Regions from separate parts of the Mus musculus genome. Here all the other regions are linked to region 6. The links are chromatin contacts, called in public Hi-C, HiChIP or PLAC-seq, capture Hi-C and promoter capture Hi-C maps. All regions are on one chromosome and are shown on one strand. Each heading gives the region's core, a stretch centred on a gene start, on an enhancer-like site or on the middle of the called end of the contact. The rest is flanking DNA. Distances are from core to core; before and after follow the strand shown.

Region 1 (3,248 bases), core at 739-3,238, 450 kb after region 6:
CAAGATGTGCTCTTACCTTATCAGTCCTCCTCTGCCACACTAGGAATTGTTCTCCTTCTCAACAGTATAAGAGTTAGCCATGAAAATGTACATTTCAGTCTAGTCTAGACAGTTCCTCTAGAACCAAATCACATGGAGATTTCTACTTCTTTTAAAAAAATATTATGTTACATTTGTGTGTGCAAGAGGAATTATTGTGTTCATGGAGGTCTGAAGACAATTTTTGATTTAGTCCCTCCTGCCATCACATGGTATGCAGAGATTGAACTCTGGTTGTCAGACTTGGCAGCAATCACCTTTACCCCATGAGCCATCTTGCTCATCCAGCTTTTCTTTTCTAGAGTTTCATATGTTGCTTCATTTTCTTGGAGTCACTCTTTCAGATTTACTGCTAAAAACCTCTAGGCCAGTTTCTCCTAAAGAGATCCTAGATACATAAGATTCCTCCTGACAGGTCTGCAACGCCTGGGTTTCCTGTGCAGTTTCCTTTCTCCACACTGGATTTATATCCATCAATTTTGATTAAATTAGGAAAGATATTTGCATGGGAACACCGTAGGCTACATCCTGCTTTCTCCCCATTTGACAAAAAGGAGAACAGACTGGAGAAATGGAACAATGGGCTAGAGGATTCAGGTTCAGAAAACGATCAACATCACAAAATCTTGTATTTTAGATTCACAGTCCATCACTCTATTCCTAAGGCTACCCAACGTCCTTTAGCCGCTTCCTTTGGGCTTACTCAGCTAAATTTCTTTTTCCTCAGGTCCTAACACAATCCATGCGCTTCTAGCTGTCTATTGTGGTGTTCTGTAACTACCGCATGAACCACAGGCTGCCTTTCCGCCAGACTCAGCTCCTCCTTCCGAGGCAGGGAGCCATGGGAGGGACGGAGGGACAGAGTATAAACAAGCCAAGTCCCTGCCCCTCTGGGAGCTTAATCCCTGAGCGTCTAGTATTGTCTGGGCTTGAAGCCGAGTATGACTTGTACTGCAAAGAGGTACAAAGTTCTGCGAGCCATCTTGAAGGTTTGCACACCCCTTCACGGCTCACAGGTTTCCTAAGGAACCCAGAAACTATGTTTTGTTTTGCTTTTGACTCTAGTTCAATGTTGAATTTTTAAGACTGAGGAAATGGGCTCCCGTGGAGCAACTGGATAATTCCCAAGGTCACAAGCGAGCAGCTAGTAGTACGGAAGTCTGTCCGGACCCTGGTTCGTGGATAGGTTTCAAGAATGCGCTCTCCGTACTAGTGTTTATTCTGCAACCACGCCCGCTCCCAATCCCTAAATCAGTGGGCAACCTGACACCCGCTGAAGCAGCGGAGCTTGGGACCCGCCTGCCCTCCGCTAACCTCGCGCGGAGCGTGGGAGGAGCGCTGGCTGGCTACCCACGTCCCAGTCCCCTTACCCCCGGGCAGAGTCCGCCAAACAACACAACAGGCCAGTCCTGGCTAGGCCTAGGCCAGAGCCAGCCCCGCCCCTCTCCGCCCCTCTCCGCCCCTCCGCGCCGCAGCCGCACGTGCAGAGCCTCGTGCAATCGCGCCGGCCCCGCCCTCTTGCCCCATTGGCTGCCGCGAGCCTTTCCCTCACTGCCCCGCCCCGCGAGGCTCCGCATCTGCTGCCGCTCCACGTGACCCTCGGGGCTGGGCCGTCGCGCCCCGCTCCGCCTTCCTCTGAGGTGGCTTCTCCGAGGGAAGGAGAAAAAGGAGGCTGCGATGAGGTGGGAGGAAACCTGTAGTCACGAAAGTGGTGGCGAAAGGGACGCGACTGACCAAAAAAGAACAGGGGGGCTCCGCAGAAGGGCCCGACGCTCCCGGGCAGGCGGAGCGATACTCCTCACCTGGCCCAGCACGTGTCTACATCGTTTGGTTCTCACAGCCAATCCTAGCCTGAAGAGCTGTGCCCGCCCTTACGCAGCGCGCACCAATCGGAAGCCACGCTATGGGACCGCTGGCCTGGCCTTATGAATAATGAATGAGACGGAACCAGTCCGCGGGAGGGGTGCGGATGGAGAGAGGTGGGGGTGCAGTAGCGCGTCTGCGCAGTGCTGCCCGTGTCAGCAGCTGCGGCGGGTCGAGCCGCTCCGGCCCGTCTCGGGGTGCGGGCGGGGGAGGCGAGGCGCACGAGTGGGGCGCAGGGCACGATGTCCGACGCGGGCGGCGGGAAGAAGCCGCCTGTGGAGCCTCAGGCGGGGCCGGGCCCGGGGCGTGCAGCTGGAGAACGGGGCCTGTCGGGCTCCTTCCCTCTGGTCCTGAAGAAGCTGATGGAGAACCCCCCGCGCGAGACGCGCCTCGGTGAGGGGGGGGGGCTCGCGCGTGTCTGGGGGCGGGGTTTCTGTAAAGGCGGGGCCTTGTGGGGGCGGGCCGGCCCGGGCCGGGTCAGAGGTCAGGGTGAAGCGGTCCAGTGGTGTGGTGTTTATGCGGGCCCGGGCATGACTAGGGGCCTGCTGGACTAGGCCTCTAGCCCAGAGAGAAAGTCAGGGGGTGATCTGGAAAGGACAAGTCAACAGAACTTTGCAAGGAAGCCGCCACTTAGAGGGGGCTCCAGTGGGGCCGCCTGCATCCAAATCCTGAGGATACTGCTTGCCTTCAAATGCGGGTTCCTGGACCTCACCTAGTCTGCGGATCTTGAGACAGAGCGTGTATTTTAAGAAACACTCCACTGCACCCTCGTGGGTGCAGAGTTCACCACCAAAGTTTGAGAGGCCCTGATCAGTATAGCAGATGGCCTTTGTATGTCTTTGGTCCGTCCTGGAGGAAGACGATTCCTCCTCTCTACGAGTGGACAGTGAGCAGGTCCACGGTGGTGCTTTACTGGAAATGCATCCCTGGGAGGTGTGGATGGAGGAGGCAATTTGAGATGAGGGTCGGTAGTGTCTCCCAGTTGTTTTTAAATCAAAGCCTGGTTTAAAAAAAAATTAAGGGAATGAAGGCTGGGCAAAGTAGGGCTGTGATGAGGGTTAGAATGTGGCCACTCAGGTCCTTCTCCTGGTTGATTGTTGGGAATCACAATAGCAGGACCGGGCTTCATCGAATTGCCCAGGCCACAAGAGTCCCTGGGGCCTGGTGTGGAAAGCAGACTTGGCCTGGGTATTTGGCCTGGAAGAGCAGCAGGACTGCCACCTATTGTGGGGTTTTAGGTCCATTGATGTGTGCTTTCAGTCTGAGATCTTCAGATTTCCAAGAGCTCAGCTTAATTAGGGTATCTGGGAAGGACTTGGCTGTTTGTGGATTGCTTGTATCAGGGA
Region 2 (3,239 bases), core at 621-3,120, 340 kb before region 6:
TTTGTGTGTGTATGTGTGTGAATGTTACAGTGTGCATGTGGAGGTAGGAAGACAATTTGTGGGAACCTGTAAGTACAGACATCTGGAGGACCAAACTCAGGTTGTCAGGCTTAGTGGCAAATGCCTTATCCAGGTGAGCCATTTCCCTGACCCAAGCCTTTTTCTTTAATCTCTGTCCAGGCTGTGGTAGCGTGTTCCTAACAACAAAAACAGGCCAAGACAGTGTTCAGTGTCCCACGGGCAGTGCAGAGATGAGAAATACCCAGGTCACCTTGGGTCAGGTTCTTGACCGCTAGAGGATGTACCGACCCACCCCTTGCAGTCGTTCCCACAGCTAGGATGACTTCTAGCTGGGAGGACAGTGGCTGGCAGAAAATACCTTGATGAGTGTGGGAGCAGGCTTGGCAGTGGGGACGATGCTTCCATTGGCTAGGCTTGGGGGCAGCAGAGGTGCGGGAGGCAGAGGAGGCTGCTCTGCCAGAAAAAGCGTCTCTCCAGGATCCGGAGCCATTGGGAGTTGAGAAAGAACCTGGGAGGGAGGGAGGGAGGGACGAAGTAAGCACCCCCAAGTAGACTTTATCTATCCTGCCCTGCCATCCTCATGGTCAGAGGGCAAAGTGGGGTGATAGCACGTTACAAAGCCAGGCTGGCTGGGAGAGAACCAGACAGGCCAGGCAGGTGGTGGCCACATCTCTGACTGAGTGCTCTTGGATAAGCAGCCCTAGGAGAGCCAATGAGAGTGGGTGGCCAGGGCTGCAGGACCCCAACCCAGCCTCTCCTTATGCTCAGCTTGCTAGAATTGGGTCCATTGTTGGCATCTGAAATGACGGCCACACATACACATCTATCCCTCATGCATACAGTAGGACCTGCTCATACTGCCCAGGACAGAGGCCTGACTCTGGGCGGCCTTGGCAGGTAGAATTCTAGATTCTATGAGAAAGAATCTAGAAGGAGGTAATCTCACCTGAGTGGGTGATATGGAGGTGGCACTGGGCAGTGGATCACTGACTCGGGACTCCAAGGGTGATGGCACTGAACCCTGGGACTCATGGCTGGCAGGCTGCTCAGGAGACAGGGCATCGCTGCTGTCCTCGTCGAAGGAGGAACTGTCTGCTACCTTTGGGTAATTTACCTGGCCCACTGAAATGCAAAGCCAGTGTAAGACTCCTGCAGCCAGCACACAGGAAAGTAGGCAGGAAGGGCTGGCAGGACCCAGCCCTGCATCTAAGAGGTGCACAGTATAGAGAACCTAGCGAGCGCCTTGCCTTAGTGCAGAGCTCAGAGGCACAGTCAGCCTCTGGAACAGGCTTGCCAGGAGCTGTGGTTGGGCCTTCATACAAACTCCCGGTTTTGTTTTCCTACTGCTTACACTCACACAGTGAAGGCCATGAACCTGCTGCTGATAGACCACGGTGACAGCAAGTGAGCACAGCTCCTCCTTAGGGCTCAGTCCCCAAAGGCCACAACAGCCTAAGGCTCTGAGGCTATGGGGGGAGGGTCCCCACCTCACAGGTACCTGGGCTCAGTGAAAGTATGCCCTCCTTCAAAGGTCCATGAAGCCAAGACCTAGCGCCTGGGCAGCAAATATGCCAGGACAGTCCACTGCCTTGAGCGCCTAGACTGGCCCAGAACCATGTTCTGACAGCTGACAGAGTTGGCTGAAAGGGGGCAGAGGCAGGGACAGGGGCCCCAGCTGGGACTCGCAGTGGCAGTAGAGGAAAGACGGAAACCCCGGCCAGGAGGATATGTCAAGAGGCATGTCACAACCAGTGTCCACAGCTGGGGGAAGAGGTTGGGGAGAGGGGAGGACCCCAGATAAAAAGAGGAACAAGCCCACAGCCTCTTCCTCTCTAGCTGTGACCTGAGACTTTCTACAGCCCTGGGACCGAGGAGGAACATCTAAGCTTCTCTCACTGGCAGACTGCAGCCGGATGGGCTAGGACTGTGAGGGTGGGGCTTGCTTGGCCTTCTGTTCCCTCACCTGTGGCTAGACTTCACACCAATCCTACAAACAGATTTTTCTTCCTCCCAGCATGAGGACCTATTCAGAGACAGCAGCAGGGTGGGGCCAAGCACACTGAAGGGTGATCTAGCCCAGATAAGTCATAGTTCACACTGAGCTGGGCCCATCATGGAGGAAGCCACTGGCCACACTGACAGGATGGAGACCATGTGCAGGATAGCCCCACAAGTACTATTTATCCCGCTCCTGCACCCAGCCATGTCCTGGAAGCAGGGCTGGGTGGGCACCGCCCTGTGGGAGGTGATGGTCGATAGACCTTGGAGCAGGACAGATGGGCACGCTAAAGAGACAACTCAGATCTGAGGGAGGGAATGACATGGGACTTGTGCTGTGTGTCTGAAGAGACGGTGGACACCTGTGTGCGTAGATGGACATGAGTGTAGATGGATGTGGGTGGGGCCCTCAGCAGCCCACGACTCCTAAGATGAACATGGGCCTGGGTTCCACTTCCTCCCGAAAGCCTCCCCTGAACGCTTCCTCACATTTCCTCCCGGTGAATCCCTATGTCTAAACTGAAGTTCCCCCTGAACTCAGCCTCTCTTCTACACTCAGGCTACGGTCCATACAGAGTGGGAGCCTCCTCACCAATGATAGCCTCCTTCAGGCTGGACTCCACAGGCAGGATATTCTTCTCCACCAGCTCCATGGGGCCAGGCCTCTGTGCAATCTTTTCATTGAGGTCATCAGCCAGCCTGGCTCTCTTCAGCTTCAGCTGCTTGGCCTGGAGCGAAGGCTCAGCCGAGGTCTCTACATGGAAAAGAAGGGGGTTCAGAGAGATGGGAGGAAAGGTCCCAGATTCCTGGCCTAGGGCCCTTAGAGCCACAGGAGCTGACAGGAGCAGAGTGGGAACCACGCCCAGGCAGGAGTGTAGCCTGGCTTCCAGGGTCGCTGGGCAATTCTAGCCGGGCTTGACCTGAACAGCTTCTGAGGCGGGGCTGCACAGCCACAACACCAGAGCAAGAACTGCTCTGCTCCACTCAGACCTGGGCCACCAAGGCAAACTGTTCTTTGTCCTGGCTCTCGGTGGCTTCAGTGGCAAAATGTGGGGTTCTGACTTGAGAAGGTCTCCTTGAGGCTCCCAATGACCCCCAAACTAAGCAAACTAAAATAGGCACATACGTGGTACTCTCTGGAGCCCAACTTCTCCTTTCAAACACTATAGAAAATGAATCCTATAGCTAACCACAGGAACGAAAAGTATAGCTGGGTGAGT
Region 3 (3,258 bases), core at 111-2,610, 380 kb before region 6:
TTTTTAATGTGTGTGCTGGGGATGAGTCACACAAATTAAAAGGGTGCTGTGACTGAAAAGACAAACAGACTACTTAGGTAATCAACACAGATTCCATGTTACCACTTCCTAGCTCCTGTTATTTCCATCCGGGTCCTTCTCTAAACACTTCCGTCAGAAAGTCAGCCGTGCCTGTTTGCTAGCAGTCACCACCGTGGGGCTTTTTTGACTGTTGGCGTTCCCTCATAGAAGGAGGGACTGAAGAGGGCAACTGTCTGCCCCTTCCCACCCCAGACTTGAGATTACAGCTGCTCCTCACAGCCATTGGAGGCAGTTCTACCCTAATTGCACATGACCTCAAAAATCTCTGGATGCGCCGGGTCATATATGCTTCAGGGGCTCCATGTCCTCCTGAGCTGTGGGGAAGCCATATTCCATTTCGGGTGAAGACGGCAGTATGGCTGCATGTTACCCATGCTCCTGTATGCAATCTATCATCTATGCTCTGTAAGTAAGCCTAACAGATTCATTGGCTCTCCAGGTTGAACTTTGCTGAGATCGTACTTCGATTCGTCATTGGCACCTTATAAGGATCTGGTAAATATTTAAGTCTCTCAGGGAAGGAATTTTTGAAACAAATGAGAATAACATTCATTCTGCATTCAGCCCATTCCTGTGCTTGGGTGATGTGAAAAACCTGCTAATGTGCTTTGTAAGCTGTTTATTGTACGGCCAGGTCATGACTGAGTCCACCTTGCGGTTTGTAGAGTTTGCTTCATTGACCTGGGCACAAGTACGAACCAACACTTCAAACCGGTGTTGGTCGCAGTCAGTGTCTTTTCAGATTTGGCTGAGATGTCCCTTTAATGCTGTTGATAGCCTTTCTGAAATGAGGGAGGGGGGGGGGGCGGGTTCAGATTAGATTCCTTGCCAGCAGTGACAGTGTCAGCTGCCATCTTTCTGGATTGTTCTTTGGTGCTGTGTTTAAACGTTTTCCATACACATTGAGTTCTCACGGAAACCGTAAGTTCCGGGTTTTTATGGATGCGCAAAATGTTACGAGTGACTCAAAAGCAGGTGCTCAGGTTCCACACACCGCTTCCTTCTTAGTCATGACCTCAATCAATTACTGCTTTCCCCAGGGCCTGTGACTGATGGAAAACTAGATTAATCTGGTCTAGAAGCCAGCTCTGTGAGCCTGAAAGAGAAGACCAGTTTCTGGACTTGTGCACTGACTCCATCCTGACTGCTCCCAAACAACCACGAGTTGCTTGCATCACAGACCGGGTGCCTGGGGTACCTACCTCTAAAGGACGCCTGGAACCTGGGATGGGCCAGTCTTCCCGCGAAACTACAGCCCCCAGCATGCCCCACGGCCACCGGCTCTGCGGCCCGCGCGTGCGCAGAAGGGCAGCAGTGCGCGCCGACTAGGAGGCAGCTGCTAGCCTGACCTGCCGAGGTGCTGAGGTGGCCGCGAGACAGGTGAGCGGTGCGCGAGTCTCCGAGTCTCCGGGCCGGCGAGGGGGACGCTCACCTGCCTCTTGAGTGGAGGCCGCGGGGTACGGGCTGAGGGGAAGGCGGCGGGGAAGGCGCCGCCTCAGGCGGGGGCGGCGAGCCGCCGCGGCGTGGCTGCTCCCACGGCGACCCGGGACGCGCGTGACAGTGACAGACCCACCCCCTCCGGCGGCTCCCGGCGACCCGGAGGAACTGCGCCTGACGCAGCGGCGGGCGTCTCGGCAGGTGGCAACTCTCCCTCAGAGCCGACTTAGCTGTTCCCCTGGAAGACTCGGGTTCAGTGCCTAGGCCGAGTGTTAGCAGCGGGGAAACTGAGGCGGACGTGTAGGCAGGGGTCGCCTCGTGTGCTTCCGGTTAGAGGTCCTGAAATTACCCTGAGATTTAGGTGTGGGTCCCGACTGCTTTCATAGGGCAGTAATAGGAAATACAGATGCTTTAAAGTTTCCTTGTCAGTGACAGATTGTGCCGTGTCTTCCCGTCTCATGATGCATAGGAAATTTATGATGGGCTATGGTGGGTTTGTTTTTGTTTTTGTTTAGGTTTTTGTTGGTGTTGGTGGTGAGTTTTTAGAGATGACAGGGGAGTGGGTATTATCTGTCTGTCTGTCTGTCTGTCTGTCTATCCGGTTCCTTAAAAGAAATCTTTCTAGGTAAATTCATGTTTGTAGCCCAGGCTGGCCTCAGACTCCGAGCTCTGCCTGCTTCTGCTTTCCAAGTGCCGAACTGAAGGTGTGCGCTCTCAAGCCTCCAAATTCACATCTTCAACCGGACTACTTTTCAGTTTCATCTTTTTTTCTTTGTAGCTTTTCTGACTGTGCTGGTGACTGAGTTTTCAGGCACGCACAGTTCCTGGTTCTTTTCCCCCTTAAGCCCTCTGTTAGCCTCCAGCTTTCTTCTGACTCCAAGCATTAATGATCAGTTTCCCATACTCTGTTCCCCGTGACCTATGTGTGTGCTGCTGCTGCTGCTACTGTTGTTGTTGATTATTCCATATGGAACCCAGGGCCTCCCTCCACTACTGAGCTGTCCCCAAATCCTTAATGTAGCTTCTTCATCATTATCTCATCTTGGTTTTTTGGTTGATTGGTTGATTGGTTTTAAACTTTTAAAATTTAATTTTTTTAAATGTGTGTGTGTTCATGAGTGCATGACCTGCAAAGGTCAGAAGATGGCTTTAGATCCCCAGGAGTTAGAACAGCGGTGAGATTGTTATGGGTTCTGAGAACCAAATTTGACTTCTCTGCTAGAGCAGTATTCATTCTTAACCGTAGAGCTATGGCTCCACCCCTGATTGTTGCTGGTGTTGTTTGTCCCTGGCTAGCCCGAAGCTTTCTGTGTAGACTAGGCTGGTCTTCAGTGATCTTTCTGTTTCTCTGACTCGTAGATGTTGGGATTAAAGCATGTGTCAACACATCCAACTCCCTGTCCTTTTTAACCACAGATATGTGTGGTCTATGGTAGAGGGGAGGTGTTTTGGCTGGTGTATATGACCCCTGGATCAACATTAATTTAATAAGACTGTGGGGAGTCCTGGATGTGGCTTGGGTACAGTGCTGGTTGACAAAAGTAAACCTTTTGTTTAGTTCCTAGCAAGAAGAAGGTTGTGAGCAAGTAGTTGCCACCACATAAAAATGTGTTCACCCTCTTTCTTTGTGAATTTGGGAACTTGTCACATTGACAGACGGATGAACTGGGGTAGCATGTCATGGAAGTGAGGGAAGTTCTGAGAAAGAGACTGAGGAGAACTCTGCTGTTGCAGGGCTGT
Region 4 (3,253 bases), core at 587-3,086, 360 kb before region 6:
CTCTGGAACTCACTTTGTAGACCAAGCTGGCCTTGAACTCAAAGAGATCTGCCTGCCTCTGCTTCCTGAGCGCTGGGATTAAAGATGTACTCCACCATGCCTGTCCCTAAAATTTTTGTTATTTGTTTGTTTTTGAGACAGGGTTTCTCTGTGTAGCCCTGGCTGTCCTGGAACTCACTCTGGATGGCCTCGAACTCAGAAATTCGCCTGCCTCTGCCTCCAAAGTGCTGGGATTAAAGGCGTGTGCCACCATACCTGGCAAAACTTTTTTTTTTTTTAATAAAAATAAACTGTAATGAAAGGTTTTGTAAAGTAAAAAAATAAAAGCTTGGTGTTGCCAGTATGATGTATAATGGATTTAACCTTTCAGAGATGATTAGGTGTGCATGCCTTTAATTCCAGAACTTGGGAGGCAGAGGCAGGAGGATTTCTGTAAGTTCAAGGCTAGCCTGGTCTACAAAGTGAATTCCAGGACATAATATACAGAGAAACCCTGTCTCAAAGCAAAACTTTTGTGTATGAGTGTTTTTGCATGCGTGTATGTATGCCTGGTGCCCGAGGAGGTCAGCTGAAGACATTGGATCTCCTGGAACTGCAGTTGCAGATGGCTGTGAGCCACCATGTAGGTTTTAGAAGCATCTCTAGTGTCTATACTAGTTTCCTCCTTCCTTTTAGCCTTTCTCAGACTTTCCCAGCCCTGAGCCACTCTCACCAGTTTATCTGTTATCTGTAGCTTTCAGAGTCACCTCATCTCTTTACAGAAAAAAAAAGTGGTCTTTAGGCTCTTAGGTGCCACCAAAAATCAATGTTTTTGCCTATATTGGTTCAGCCTTTATGCTTCCTGGAAGATGTCTGGAGAAAGCCACTTGTGTGGCAGTAACTCTGCTGCCTTGTCAGGGATATATGTCCCTTCAGTCCATGTCAGGAGACCACAGGAAGTGAACGGTACCTCTGCACCTGCATACAGTGGCAACATTTGTGGGAAAATGTGGGATTGGTAAACTAGGAAGGGACACACAGCATCAGAACTGGCTCTCTTAAGCTTGTACATTTAATTGTTACAATTTCTTCTGAGCAACTCAGAAGTGGCTGCATCAATTAAGGTTTTCTAAGGTTTCTTTTAAAAAGACTACAAGAGGGCAGCCATAGACCAGGTATTTGTGGAGACTAACTGTTTAGGCTAGGTCTGTCAGTTCTGGGTGCTTTCAGGGAAATTTCCATAGCAACCAGAAGCTGAAAAACCTGCCTGCCCAGCTCAGCAGTGTCACATCTGGGAGACTTAAGGTCAACCCTAAGTATATGTGTCCTTAAGTGCAACATGAATGAAATAGCAATCGAGGCTCTCAGCCTGTAAAAATGTGTACACCATCTGATCGATTCTCAGTGCTTGCACCCACAACATCTCCTACCCTGGGCATGGCCTTTCAGTCTCCATTGATTTCTGGGCACCTGGAGATATTGTTCAGTCCTACCAGATTTTGCTTGATGGCTGTTCAGAATCTGTGGATTTCTTTGCTGTCTGAGAACAGAGGTCAAAAGCCTGTCTTCAGGGTGAGCAGGGTGAGGTGCCCTTGGCATCTGCTGTTGCTTCCTCCCACTCTTCCCCCCACTGCATCCTAGGCTCTGAGCTCACTGGCCCCTCCCTGCATCTGGATCCTCCCTCAGTGAAGTCAGGCCTTGATCTCTAGCCTGGCTTTGGCCCTTGCTCAGACCTCAGCTCTCAAAGGCTCTTTTGATACAGAATTAGTCCCATCTTACTTTGTCTCTTATCTAATTTTCTACTACACTGCAACAGCCTGACCTTATCCACGGTTGTGCTGCCTGGCTCTGTGCTCAGTCATTGTTTGCTGAGTGACAGTGAGTAGGAGGCTGGTGAGAGGGGAACTGCTGTTGAGAACTCTCTTCCAGCCCCTTCTGCCCTCCAGCAGATGTCGGTTCCTCCTCTTTAAACAACCTCTTTTCCTCCATGTTTTTGCTCCATATTTTATCTCCTCCTTTCCCTCTTCCTTTTTCTTTTTCTGACAGGGTCTTATTATGTAGCCATGGCTGGCCTGGAACTCATAAAGATCCACCTGCCTCTGTTGGGATTAAAGGCATGTACTACCCTGCCTAGTTGATTTCTCCTTTTTTTTTTTTGTTTTGTTTTTTTTTTTTTTTTTTTTTTTTTTTTTTTTATTTATTTATTATATGTAAGTACACTGTAGCTGTCTTCAGACGCACCAGAAGAGGGCATCAGATCTCATTACGGGTGGTTGTGAGCCACCATGTGGTTGCTGGGATTTGAACTTCGGACCTTCGGAAGAGCAGTCGGGTGCTCTTACCTACTGAGCCATCTCACCAGCCCCTTTTTGTTTTTTTTTGTTTTTTTTTGAGACAGGATTTCTCTGTGTAGCCCTGGCTGGAACTCACTCTGTAGACCAGGCTGGCCTCAAACTCAGAAATCCACCTGCCCCTGCCTTCTGAGTGCTGGGATTAAAGGCATGTGCCACCACTCCCAGCTGATTTCTCCATATTCTTGCTAACATTTTTTTAAAGAAAAAAATCAAAATTATGTATATGTGTCTTTGTATGTCTGTGTACATGTAAATGCCTTTGGGTCCAGAAGAAGTGATTGGATCGCCTGGAGCTGCAGTTACTGGCAGTTGTGAACTGCCTGATAGGAGTGCATTTAATTCAGGTCCTCTGAAAGAGGCTCGTAGCTGCTGAGCCATCGCTCCAGCCCCTCCTTTTTAAAAAATGTTTTCTGAGACAAGGTCTCATGTGGCCTAGGATTTGTCTTCATCCTCGTGCTGGGATTACAGGTGTACACTGCCACATTTAGTCACATGCAGTGTTGGGGACGCAGACTGAAGAGTTTGATGTGTGCGAGCGAGGAGAGCACTCTGGTGTTTGTTTGTGTGAGCCCTCATGGCTGTGGAGTAGCATGCCTTCACAGTTTAGATCTCCTTTGTGGTTGATGATAACCCAGTCACTTTCACCCGCTATTGGCCATTTCCCTCTCTTATTTGAGAAATGTATGTTCAAACATCTTTTAAATTTATTTTGTGTGTATGTCTGTCTCTGCATCACATATGTGCAGTGCCCTCAGAGGCTGGAAGAGGGCATTAGCTCCAGAGCTAGAGGTACAACCTGCCGAGAGCTGCGGGGTTGGTGCTGGAAACTGAACCCAAGCTCTGGAAGAACAGCCAGTTCTCTTAACCACTGAGCCATCTCTCTAGCCCTGCTTAACTATTTTTAAATTGGGCTTTTTGTG
Region 5 (2,923 bases), core at 295-2,794, 410 kb before region 6:
GGGACTGGACCGACATCCATGGAGTTGCTGGGAGTGGTTAGTGAGGAGACAAGCCAAAAAGCAGGGGCCTCCACAGTAACCAGAACTAAGGTAGCTGATGATATTTAGCAGAAGTCCATGCATTAAAAAACAAAAACCAAACAACAACCACCACAAAACCACCTGGGCTGGTGACCCATGCCTTTAATCTGAGCACTCAGGAGTCAAAGACAGACAGATCTCTACATAGTGAGTCCCAGGCCAGTTAAGGCTACAGTGTATCACTCTGTCTCGCAAAAATAAAGTCAGAAAAGGAAACAGGACCAAGTAGAAAGCTAACAGCTGAAGCTACGGTTTAATGAGGAAAAGTAACCAGAGGCCAAGTGAAGCAGAGTCGGGAGAGAGCACTACGGAGCCTGGAGCCTGGAGCCTGGAGCCTGGAGCCTGGAGCCTGGAGCCTGGAGCCTGGAGCCTGGAGCCTGGAGCCTGGAGCCTGGAGCCTGGAGCCTGGAGCCTGGGAAGGATTGGCTCTGCAAGGATCTCTGTGGAAGAGAACAGTGAGCTGCTACAGCATATCCAAGCAACTATACCCCCGAATCAGTCCAGAGTACAAAGTTCCAGGAACACGTTCTTTTCAGCATACATCGGCCCACAGCCTCCAATCCAATCGAGGACCTTGGGCGCAGGTGTCTGGTAGGTTTATCTGATGTACAAACTATTCTGGCAACAGCTAAGTCTTAAGCTCAGGAAGAGGAGACACTAAGGAGCGGTTGTGTGGGGAAGAGGGAGCAGTGTTCAGATCTAATGTACCATGCCTCGTGTGGGTCTCTTTATGTTGCTGGACGAGGCTTTTTGTTTTCTGTTTTGTGTTTGTTTGTTTGTTTGTTTGTTTGTAGACAGGTTTTCTCTGGCTGTTCTGGAACTCGCTCTGGAGACCTGGCTGACCTCAAATTATTATTATTATTTATTTTTTTATTTTTGTTTTTTTTGAGACAGGGTTTCTCTGTATAGCCCTGGCTGTCCTGGAACTCACTTTGTAGACCAGGCTGGCCTCGAACTCAGAAATCTGCCTGCCTCTGCCTCCCGAGTGCTGGGATTAAAGGCGTGCGCCACCACGCCCGGCTATTTTTTTTTAATGTATGCTATTTTCAGCTTTATTCTGATACAAAAACTTTGAATTTTTTGTTCTCGAGCCACCACGCGTGGAATAATTCTGACAGGCTGCTTTCCGGAGATCGGAACCAGCACCGCGGTTTAAGAGTTTCGGTCTCCAGCTGAGCCTGTCTCCAGCGGGACTGCAGTACTCCAAGTGTCCACTAGGGCGCCTTCCTGGCGTCCCTCCGAATGCCTCTGCAACTTTCCTTTCTGGGTTAAACGCGGGTCTTAATGTGCCTTCCTCAGATGGAAAAACTGAGGAGGCACAGCGTGGGGCAGAGATTCGTAGAAACCAAGAGAAAAGCGTTGACCCTCAGGGGCGACGAGCCAAACTTGAACCATCTTCGCCTTCCAGGCCGGCGTTACACACGGGGCGGGGCCTTGGGAGGAAGTCCCGCCCCACGCACGCCACCCTTCCGCTTTTGGCCCTGCTGCTGGTGTCCGCCGCGTCCTGGTCGCGTGTTGAAAATGGCTGCATCCGGCGACCCTGGCAGTGCTGAAAGTTACCGTTCTCCGCTGGCGGCCCGCTACGCCAGCCGCGAGATGTGTTTCTTGTTCAGCGACAGGTACAAGTTCCAGACGTGGCGGCAGCTGTGGCTGTGGCTGGCGGAGGCCGAACAGGTAACTGGCCGGGCCTCTTGTCCCGAGGGAGGTCACGGCCCGAGCACCTGTTGCCTCGGCAACAGTCCCAGAGCCCTGCACATCCTTTGGAGGACTTCGGTTTGGGCAAGGCTATGTGTGTTTGCGTCCTCCCACAGCGCATTTCAAGTGGAATGCTACTTATACCTTTGCAGGCTCAGGGGGAAAGGCGCTTCCCGCCAAGCTATCCGACATGAGTTTGAGCCGGGTTCAGCATGGTGAGAAAGGCGAAACCTGACTTCTATTAGTTGTCCTTCGACTTCTGTGCGCTCACACATGCACACACACACACACACACACACAGAAAACAAGTAGATTATTCTTTTAAAAAGTACGTTGCAAACTTGATGGTCATTTTTCGCATGAGCACGAGGAGGGCATAACCACCACGAAATGCACCCTTAGGATTGTTATGCCGGGCTGGTTGTTGTAGTTCATGGGCATCACAGCTAGGTCGGCCTGTTGGTTGCTTTCTGCCTTTGGGAAAGCTTATTTGGTGCCTTCAAAATTGTTTCTTGTGTTCTTGCCTTCTTGTCCTCTCGTCCCTCCTCCCTCCCTCCCTTCCTCCTCCCTCCTCCTTCTTTTTCTTCCTCCTCCTCCTCTTCTTCTTCCTCTCTCTCTCTCTCTCTCTCTCTCTCTCTCTGCCTTTCTCTGTCTCTACTACCGTTGCCAGTGTCTCCTTAGCTTGTAAGTGCCCTCAAGCTGAAACTGAAGTGTAAGGTTTATCTGGTCTACAAATTGCTTGACGCATACACAGCTGTGAATATGGATCATCTGTTAGAGCACCAACTTAGTAGCGAGAGGCAGATGTGATACTTAGCATGAAAGGATTATTTTTCTGTGTAGTTCTGTGGCTGCATGTGGATATGGGCTTGTGTGAGTGCAGGCGCCACTGGAGGTCAGATGATGCTGTGGAACTGGGGTTACAGGTGCTTTTGAGCAGCCACGTGAGTGCTGGGAACCAGAGTCAGGTCTCTGCAGGAGCAATGAGGACTCTTATTTGCTGAACCATCTCCCCAGCACATGTGTTAACACCCCCACCCCACCCCCAGCATTTGGGAAGCAGGGGCAGGTGAGTTTCTGTGAGTTTGAGGCCTACCTCCTACCTCATCTATATAGCGTGTTCCAGGCCAGCCAGAACAGCACACTG
Region 6 (3,041 bases), core at 508-3,007:
TGACCTCCTGGAAGTAGATGACACACTTGGACGACACCTTCTCCCTGAAATACTTCCTTTGAGCAGTTGGCAGAACACTTTTCAGTTTCCTTCCACCCCACACTGGTTACCAAGCCTTCTCTGTAACACAAGCTCCCTTCCCCCACCTTTTAAGGTCAGCCAGCTTTTCCACTGGGTCACTGTTATTTTCTTAGTCCCCTGTTCACTTCCTTGGCGAGTTAATCATTTAATGTCATGCTATTCTCAGGGACTTCAACCTTAACTACTTCAAAACTATAACCAAGTTTAACTTTTCCCCCAAACTTGAGTCTTCACAACCACTGTCAGTTCACTTGGGAGGAAGACCATTCATGTTCCTTGAGTCAAAAATTTGTCAGACACAAGCAACCCTAAGCTACACCCAAGCTATCATTAAATCCTGGTGGTTCTTATAAATCCATTCCAGGCAAATGCTCTCTTACCCCTTCCACCAATAGGTCACAGCCATCTCTTGCCTGAGAGAGATGTGCCTTCCGTATTCTACTCTCCACAGGGCAGCAGAGAGGATCGGGTTTGAAATGTCAATCAGTAAGTGCAACCACTGACCCTTTCCTACACAAAGTCATGAATCATTTGGCCCCCCATTTGCATTTCCACTTCAGTCAAACAGGTCCCTATGACCAACTGAAAACATGTCACAACAAACTTCCACCCCAGTTCTTTCATAACGAGCAAAAGGCACTTCTGGTTGATTTAAAGGAACGCGACTCTTTTGAATAAGACACCATGTAATATTCCCTCACCTACTTCTCAAGGTCTAGAAGAAAAGTGTAATATTTTCTTCCCTCTTCATAGATTACAAACGTGAGATTTGAGATTACCTGGTAAACATATGATAGAATTGGAATTAAAAAACTCAGATTACTCTTCACCGGAACATAAGCTGTCTGAATGGATAGGAATGGTCCACGGTGACTCTACATGGCTAAAGGTACATGCTGGGAGTTAGGGAAGAACATGGGAAACAGTCTGAGGAAAAGAACCAGAGGAGGAATGTTACCTGTGCCAAGAATGTGAAGTTTCAGGGAAAAGGGAAGTGTCAAATGGAAGGAACTTAGATACCTCTAAATCGAAGAACAAAGCACTTAACTCACAGTAACTATACAGGTAGTACATAACACCACCGATCTTGACTTAAAAAATAAACAAACAAACACCCTATCTTTTCCTGGCAATAAGGCTGACTAGGAATGTTCCATTAGCTATTGCCACTTGCCTGGGATAAGGTGTGACACCAGGCTGGCAGTAGACTTACAGCAAGCACCCCATCTTCACACTTAGTTTTTCCGCAGGACCAATTTGGACGAAGTTTGTGTGCAGTGAGAGTTGGGTAAGGGAAGGGTTGGCCTTAAACTTTTAAACTTCAGAAGGCAAAGAAAATAGCAATTATCTTCTTCCCTATTCCCTCTGGACCTTTGTGACTGATAGTCCAGACAGTCTCTGGGAAAGTCCAGAGGGGACTGCGGCAGAGGGTGGCTCCTGGCCTCGCCCTCCCTCTTGTAGCAGCAACTTTCCATTTATGCCCGTCCTTTTCGTTCCAGTTGTGACAGATTCGGTCCCCACATCTCCCCCGTGCCCTTCTCCCCGACCCATCCCGAGATTTACTTCGAAGCCCCAAACCCCTCCTCACCACGGCTCCGGCCACGGCGTGTACCAGACTTTCGTAGGACAGCACAGAGGCCATGGTGCCACACTTTTCACTCAGGCGCCTCAGAGTGTGCGGGTTCGTGAAAGGACCGTCTCAAGCCCCACCTCTCAGAAGTCTCCCCCGCCTCCACCAGAACGACTGCTTCCGGGTCACAGACTGCCCTGGTTCGCTGGGGAGAACAGCCGGGGAGGCGAGTGTGAAATGCCCAGGAACGCCCCTGAACATCGATTGGTCCGGATCGGTCAAGGGGCGGAGCAATGCTCAGTGGCTATGGAAGGATCTGTGTTCTGAGCACCCCCTGCAAAGGTTCCTAGCCCCTCAGTCTGTCAGTGTGCTTGCACACTAAATTGGTTAGTCAAGCCCATAAAACGGGAGGACATAAAAGTCCTTAATGACTCCTGCACCCCAGTTCCTTGCAAAATATATGTTGGCAGGCTCAGTTGTTAGTGCTTGCTTAGCATGACTACCAGCAAACCATAAACACCAGTAAACACAGTACTCAGGAAGTGGAAAGAGGATCTGGGGACTGAAGAGTTGGCTCAGTTAAGAACAAGTACTGCTTTTGCAGAGGATCCTCGTTTAGGTCCCAGTATCCCAAGCAAGTATAGTTCCAGGGGGTCTGACCTTCTCGGGTTTCCGCGCACACTAAGACATACACACACACACACACACACACACACACGACTAAATAATTTTGTTAAAAGAATTTAGTACAGAGTCACCCTCAGCTACAGAGAGAATTTGAGATTAACCTGGGCTGAGACTCGTCTCAAAACAAAAGCCAAAACAGACCTAAACCCTAAAACGTAGCCTGTAATCCCAGTACCATGGATGCTGAGAAGTGGAGTTGGCTAGCCAGAACTATAGAAACAGCGTCAAAACAAAAGCAACCCTCCAGGATAAGCTGATAGCCATAGATAAGGGGGTGGGTCAATATCTCCAACCTTCGTTTCTCCATTCAGCCATCCCAACACCCGCTGCGAGATATAGAATCAAGGCTCTGAGGCCCGGTAGTTAAACCTCTAGCATAGTTTGTTTAAACTGACAATTTGGGGCTGTATAGATATAGCTCAGCAGCTAAGAACGCTTGCTCTTCAGTTGCTATCACACAACCCTCTATGTCCCTCGGGACAGACGCCACAGCTTTCTGTCCTCTGAAAGAATCCAGGACTGCTTACATAAATGCACTCATGCACATAAAGGTAAATCTAAAAGCAAAGTCAGTATTTTACCCTTCCACTGTGATAGTCTTAAGGTTTCTATTCCTGCACAAAACATCATGACCAAGAAGCAAGTTGGGGAGAAAAGGGTTTTATTCAGTTTACATTTCCACATTGCTGTTCACCACCAAAGG
Region 7 (3,355 bases), core at 787-3,286, 370 kb after region 6:
TGTTTGAAATACCAGGAGAACAAATATCACACACCCCTTGAAGCTTATAATCTAAAATCAAAAATATTTTGCATGTTACTGAAAAAGTACATGGAGCTGAGGAAGGGGCAGTTCAGTGGTAGAACTCTTGCCCAGTATTTGTGAAGGGCTAGTTTCAATCTCTAGCACCACAAAAAATAAAATAATAAAAAAAGGCCAGGTGCTGGGGCACACCTATGATCTAGTATTTGGGAAGGGAGTCAGAAGGATCAGGAGTTCAAGGCCATTCTCAACTACTAGAGGAGCTAAGGTCAGCCTAGACCACAGGAGACCCTGTCTGAAAAAAACAAAAAAAAAAACAACAACAAAAAAACCAACCAACCAACCAAACAAACAAACAAAAAAACCCACACAAACCACCAGGAAAGGGGCAAAGAAGAAGGTGGTTTTTGCCAGTTTTCTTTTGGGGGCAGAGGGTAGGGTTTACAATAGAATGACTAAAGGTGGTGTATGTAAAGAAACTAAAGATATCACTGACTGAGCCAAGCAAAAATCAAGGGAAGAGCATTCCTACAAAGGGAGCAGAATATGCAAAGGCTCATGGGCGACAGGAGGGGCCATGGTCAGAGCAGAGGAGAAAAGATAACAAAGGACATTCTAATTACTGTATCAGTATGAGTGACCAGGAGGGTCCCTGGAAGGTTTCAAGCAACTAAGCGTACACCAAGCTGTTTTTGACAGGAACAGGGTCCCAGTATAAGGCCTGATATTCGAGGGCTCAAAGAATGACAACACTGAGAGGTAGTCTCCTCAGACCAAATAAGCTAGTTCAAACCAAATTAAAGTATAAAGGCAGGTTTATTGGGGACAGCGCTCTAGTGGGTTCACTGGTCCCAAAGAAGGAAAGTCGCCTTGCAAACAGGGAGACAGAGGGGTGGGGGAGAGAAGGAAAAACGAGCTCACATATGCAGAAAGTGAGAGAAATGCAGACAGAGGAATGGAAGGGTAAGTGAGAAGACCAAAATGTCAGGATTATATAGTGAAGAGCTTCAGGGGAGAGAAGCAAGCCCAGCCCCGGGACTGGAAACTTCAAGTAGGGACTGAGGGATTCTGGGAGAACCTGGAGGCCATGTCCGCTTTGGTAGGTTAAATAGGCACCTTAGCCAGCTGTCACGGGCCAGAAACCCAACAAACACGAAGATGAGTAAAAATCTATCTGGAATTCAGCCACCTCTTACAGTTCCACGATGGGACAATGAGATTAAAAACTGGTGGTGGTAGGTAGGGCTCCAGGTGGAAGGGACACACAGACACACACACAAGCCCTCCCCAATTCACTTTAAAGAATGACTAACCAAAGCAAAACAGGGATGGTATTGAGCTATCCAAGGTCAGCAGACGGCCTGGGAGAGAGCAGGCACAAACGGTCAATACACAAACGCCCTCTCCTCCTGGGCGGCCGCGTGGGGGACGTCCTCAGGTGCACGGCCATCCATCGACCCAGCCAAGCGTCAGCAGTGACTCATGCCAGGCTTCCCGCGCGGACGTGGGCCGACTGGGTAGGCAACGATGGACTGCGTAGCCCCACCCGGCACGCCAGCCGGCTTCCTACCGCCTCCAGGTGAGATGGATGGCAACGGGAGGCGCCACCGCCGAGAGGAAGCTGTGGCTAGTGGCCACTCTAGGCCTCAGTTTCCCCAAACGTACAAGGGGCAGCGGCGCCCAGCGTCCCATCCCCCAAAGCCGGGCGCAGCGTGATCAAAAGGGTAGAAGCAAGGCGATCGCTTCGCCCCACCCAGACCCTGGTGGCCCAGGCAAGTGACAGGAAGAGCGTGAGGGCCCCGACTCACCACAAATTAGCGGCACCGCGGCGTGGGGGGACGGAACGCGCGCGTCGGTCACTGCTTGAGAGTCCGCGTGGGGGCCAGGCCCAGTGACCAGTCTGCTTGCCTCTCCTTGCTGCCGCGGCTCCTCGTTTAGCTCGTGCACACCACCTGCTCCACGATCCCCAGCGATTATGGCGGCGGAGGAGGATTTTTGAAAGCCGGCAGTTTCTTTCCTTCGATTTGATTTGTTCAAGCCGGAGCGGGGTTTTGCCGGGCCGGCTTGCGGGGCCTACTGGGAAAGGAAGTCCTGTCCTCCGGCGCTGGCATGGCGGGACGCGCGCGATGAACTACAATTCCCATGATGCAGAGCGCTCGGACTTCGCAACCCTCCTCTCCGCCCTCTCGGCTTCTGGCTCTTTCTCTACAGTACTCTGTGGGATGGTATTTGACGGAAGCGCCCGCAGACTACAAATCCCGACAGACCATGCCGCGAAGTAGCCGCACCCTTCCGTAGAGGTTAGCGCTCATTCATGCAACTTTATTGACAAAGGCGAAACAGTGAATCACTGGATCACTTCAGCATTGATAGGGATCTACTTGCTAAAAGAAATGACTTTAAAAACAAATTCTAATTCCCCTGAAATTGAAAGGAAACTCCAAAGATAATTTTTAAAAATGGAGAAAGTCATTTTGTAATAGAGACAAACTCCAGGCATCGCCTTAACCAACTGGTTCATATTAACATCAATATGAACACAGCATGGCGCACTGATGACACAGCATGGCTGTCCATTCTTCAAATGGATAAAATTAATCAAATCAGAGAGAAAGAGACGGAGAAACAGAGAGCCGGGGAGGGTGGGGAGAAAGAGAGAAAGAGAGAGAGAAAGGAGAGAAACAAAAGCCAAAACCATCTTCCAGAATAACTGGTCTGTATTGTTCCAAATTCTCCTGTGCCATTCAATTTGAAGAATGTTACTCCTTAAAGCCTATGGAAGCCGGGCAGTGGTGGCCCACGCCTTTAATCCCAGCACTCGGGAGGCAGAGGCAGGTGGATTTCTGAGTTTGAGGCCAACCTGGTCTACAAAGTGAGTTCCAGGACAGCCAGGGCTATACAGAGAAACCCTGTCTCGAAAAAAACAAACAAACAAAAAAGACTATGGAAAACGGTTGCTCTGGGGCATAGCTCAATGATAAGTGTATGCATTGAGTTTGAGTTCATCCCCAGCCCTAAAAATTAAACAAATAAATATGAAACAGACATGTTTAATAAGTGAAATACCCGGGCCTGGGTTTCATCTTTCACGGGGCAACAGAGATTTGCTATAAAGGACAATACTAAAATAATTAGCAAAATGTGTCTGTATAGTAAGTGTTACTATCAATATAAGGTGGGTTTTTTTTTGTTTTTGTTTTTTGCTTTTTGTACTGTGGAGTATGTGTGATAGTGTGAAATAAAGTAAGAGAAGTCTTTTTACTCTTCCTGGCATGTACTTCTAATGTCCTTGGCAGACACCCAACCATTGTATGCTGCAAAAATCAGTGAATGC

What was found. Promoter capture Hi-C pulls out the DNA fragments that hold promoters and counts their contacts. A called contact is a pair of places that touch in the nucleus more often than the background predicts. HiChIP or PLAC-seq counts read pairs in DNA pulled down with a chosen protein or histone mark. Capture Hi-C pulls out chosen DNA fragments and counts their contacts.
Region 1: a capture Hi-C map of macrophages shows a contact between it and region 6, with 2.4 times the contacts expected there. The contact joins the promoter of Tef here to the promoter of Slc25a17 in region 6. A contact is called at or near these places in 2 of 39 promoter capture datasets (hippocampal neurons and pre-B cells), 2 of 115 datasets of contacts at active chromatin or transcription factors (astrocytes and pancreatic cancer cells) and 1 of 9 other capture datasets (macrophages).
Region 2: a contact with region 6 is called in a Hi-C map of cerebral cortex, with 2.1 times the contacts expected there. The contact joins the enhancer-like site here to the promoter of Slc25a17 in region 6. A contact is called at or near these places in 14 of 39 promoter capture datasets (the 3T3-L1 cell line, 3T3-L1-derived adipocytes, the C10 cell line and 9 more), 2 of 15 datasets of contacts at CTCF or cohesin (the NIH/3T3 cell line and large pre-B cells), 9 of 484 Hi-C or Micro-C datasets (B cells, the C2C12 cell line, Th1 cells and 5 more), 5 of 115 datasets of contacts at active chromatin or transcription factors (epiblast stem cells, fibro-adipogenic progenitors, large pre-B cells and 2 more) and 3 of 9 other capture datasets (adipose tissue, liver and pancreatic islet).
Region 3: a promoter capture Hi-C map of 3T3-L1-derived adipocytes shows a contact between it and region 6, with 4 times the contacts expected there. The contact joins the promoter of Sgsm3 here to the promoter of Slc25a17 in region 6. A contact is called at or near these places in 18 of 39 promoter capture datasets (the 3T3-L1 cell line, 3T3-L1-derived adipocytes, the C10 cell line and 11 more), 1 of 15 datasets of contacts at CTCF or cohesin (large pre-B cells) and 8 of 115 datasets of contacts at active chromatin or transcription factors (astrocytes, bone marrow-derived macrophages, cardiomyocytes and 5 more).
Region 4: a contact with region 6 is called in an HNF4G HiChIP or PLAC-seq map of pancreatic cancer cells. The contact joins the enhancer-like site here to the promoter of Slc25a17 in region 6. A contact is called at or near these places in 5 of 39 promoter capture datasets (the 3T3-L1 cell line, embryonic stem cells, hippocampal neurons and 2 more), 1 of 15 datasets of contacts at CTCF or cohesin (large pre-B cells), 3 of 484 Hi-C or Micro-C datasets (cortical neurons and large pre-B cells), 6 of 115 datasets of contacts at active chromatin or transcription factors (astrocytes, bone marrow-derived macrophages, epiblast stem cells and 3 more) and 2 of 9 other capture datasets (adipose tissue and pancreatic islet).
Region 5: a contact with region 6 is called in a promoter capture Hi-C map of pre-B cells, with 4 times the contacts expected there. The contact joins the promoter of Adsl here to the promoter of Slc25a17 in region 6. A contact is called at or near these places in 10 of 39 promoter capture datasets (the 3T3-L1 cell line, 3T3-L1-derived adipocytes, the C10 cell line and 6 more), 1 of 15 datasets of contacts at CTCF or cohesin (large pre-B cells), 1 of 484 Hi-C or Micro-C datasets (embryonic stem cells), 5 of 115 datasets of contacts at active chromatin or transcription factors (effector CD8 T cells, embryonic stem cells, large pre-B cells and 2 more) and 1 of 9 other capture datasets (adipose tissue).
Region 7: a contact with region 6 is called in a promoter capture Hi-C map of second pharyngeal arch cranial neural crest. The contact joins the promoter of Rangap1 here to the promoter of Slc25a17 in region 6. A contact is called at or near these places in 15 of 39 promoter capture datasets (the 3T3-L1 cell line, the C10 cell line, the HPC-7 cell line and 10 more), 11 of 115 datasets of contacts at active chromatin or transcription factors (astrocytes, bone marrow-derived macrophages, craniofacial prominence and 6 more) and 3 of 9 other capture datasets (embryonic stem cells, liver and macrophages).

Annotation. Positions count from the first base shown.
Region 1 is chr15:81,809,426-81,812,673 of GRCm38.p6, forward strand. Tef (thyrotroph embryonic factor) reads left to right here and starts at 1,989. Exons shown (of 4, transcript NM_017376.3): 1 at 1,989-2,295. The coding sequence starts at 2,145.
Region 2 is chr15:81,019,786-81,023,024 of GRCm38.p6, forward strand. Mrtfa (myocardin related transcription factor A) reads right to left here. Exons shown (of 14, transcript NM_001082536.2): 6 at 2,612-2,773; 7 at 968-1,143; 8 at 380-529. Among named protein-coding and RNA genes, the nearest start is that of Sgsm3, 44 kb to the left of the region's middle. Within about 2 kb of position 1,871, at least 92 of the 459 cell types and tissues checked have an H3K27ac peak or open chromatin away from gene starts, as enhancers often do. A contact at or near this core is called in B cells, the HPC-7 cell line, adipose tissue and 1 more, where this site is marked.
Region 3 is chr15:80,976,405-80,979,662 of GRCm38.p6, forward strand. It overlaps Sgsm3 (small G protein signaling modulator 3), which reads left to right and starts at 1,361. Exons shown (of 22, transcript NM_134091.2): 1 at 1,361-1,461.
Region 4 is chr15:80,998,870-81,002,122 of GRCm38.p6, forward strand. The region is part of intron 1 of Sgsm3 (small G protein signaling modulator 3); the gene reads left to right. Among named protein-coding and RNA genes, the nearest start is that of Sgsm3, 23 kb to the left of the region's middle. Within about 2 kb of position 1,837, at least 57 of the 459 cell types and tissues checked have an H3K27ac peak or open chromatin away from gene starts, as enhancers often do. A contact at or near this core is called in bone marrow-derived macrophages, epiblast stem cells, hippocampal neurons and 2 more, where this site is marked.
Region 5 is chr15:80,946,946-80,949,868 of GRCm38.p6, forward strand. Adsl (adenylosuccinate lyase) reads left to right here and starts at 1,545. Exons shown (of 13, transcript NM_009634.6): 1 at 1,545-1,755. The coding sequence starts at 1,603.
Region 6 is chr15:81,359,008-81,362,048 of GRCm38.p6, forward strand. It overlaps Slc25a17 (solute carrier family 25 (mitochondrial carrier, peroxisomal membrane protein), member 17), which reads right to left and starts at 1,758. Exons shown (of 9, transcript NM_011399.3): 1 at 1,670-1,758. The coding sequence starts at 1,723.
Region 7 is chr15:81,727,883-81,731,237 of GRCm38.p6, forward strand. Rangap1 (RAN GTPase activating protein 1) reads right to left here and starts at 2,037. Exons shown (of 16, transcript NM_001146174.1): 1 at 1,830-2,037.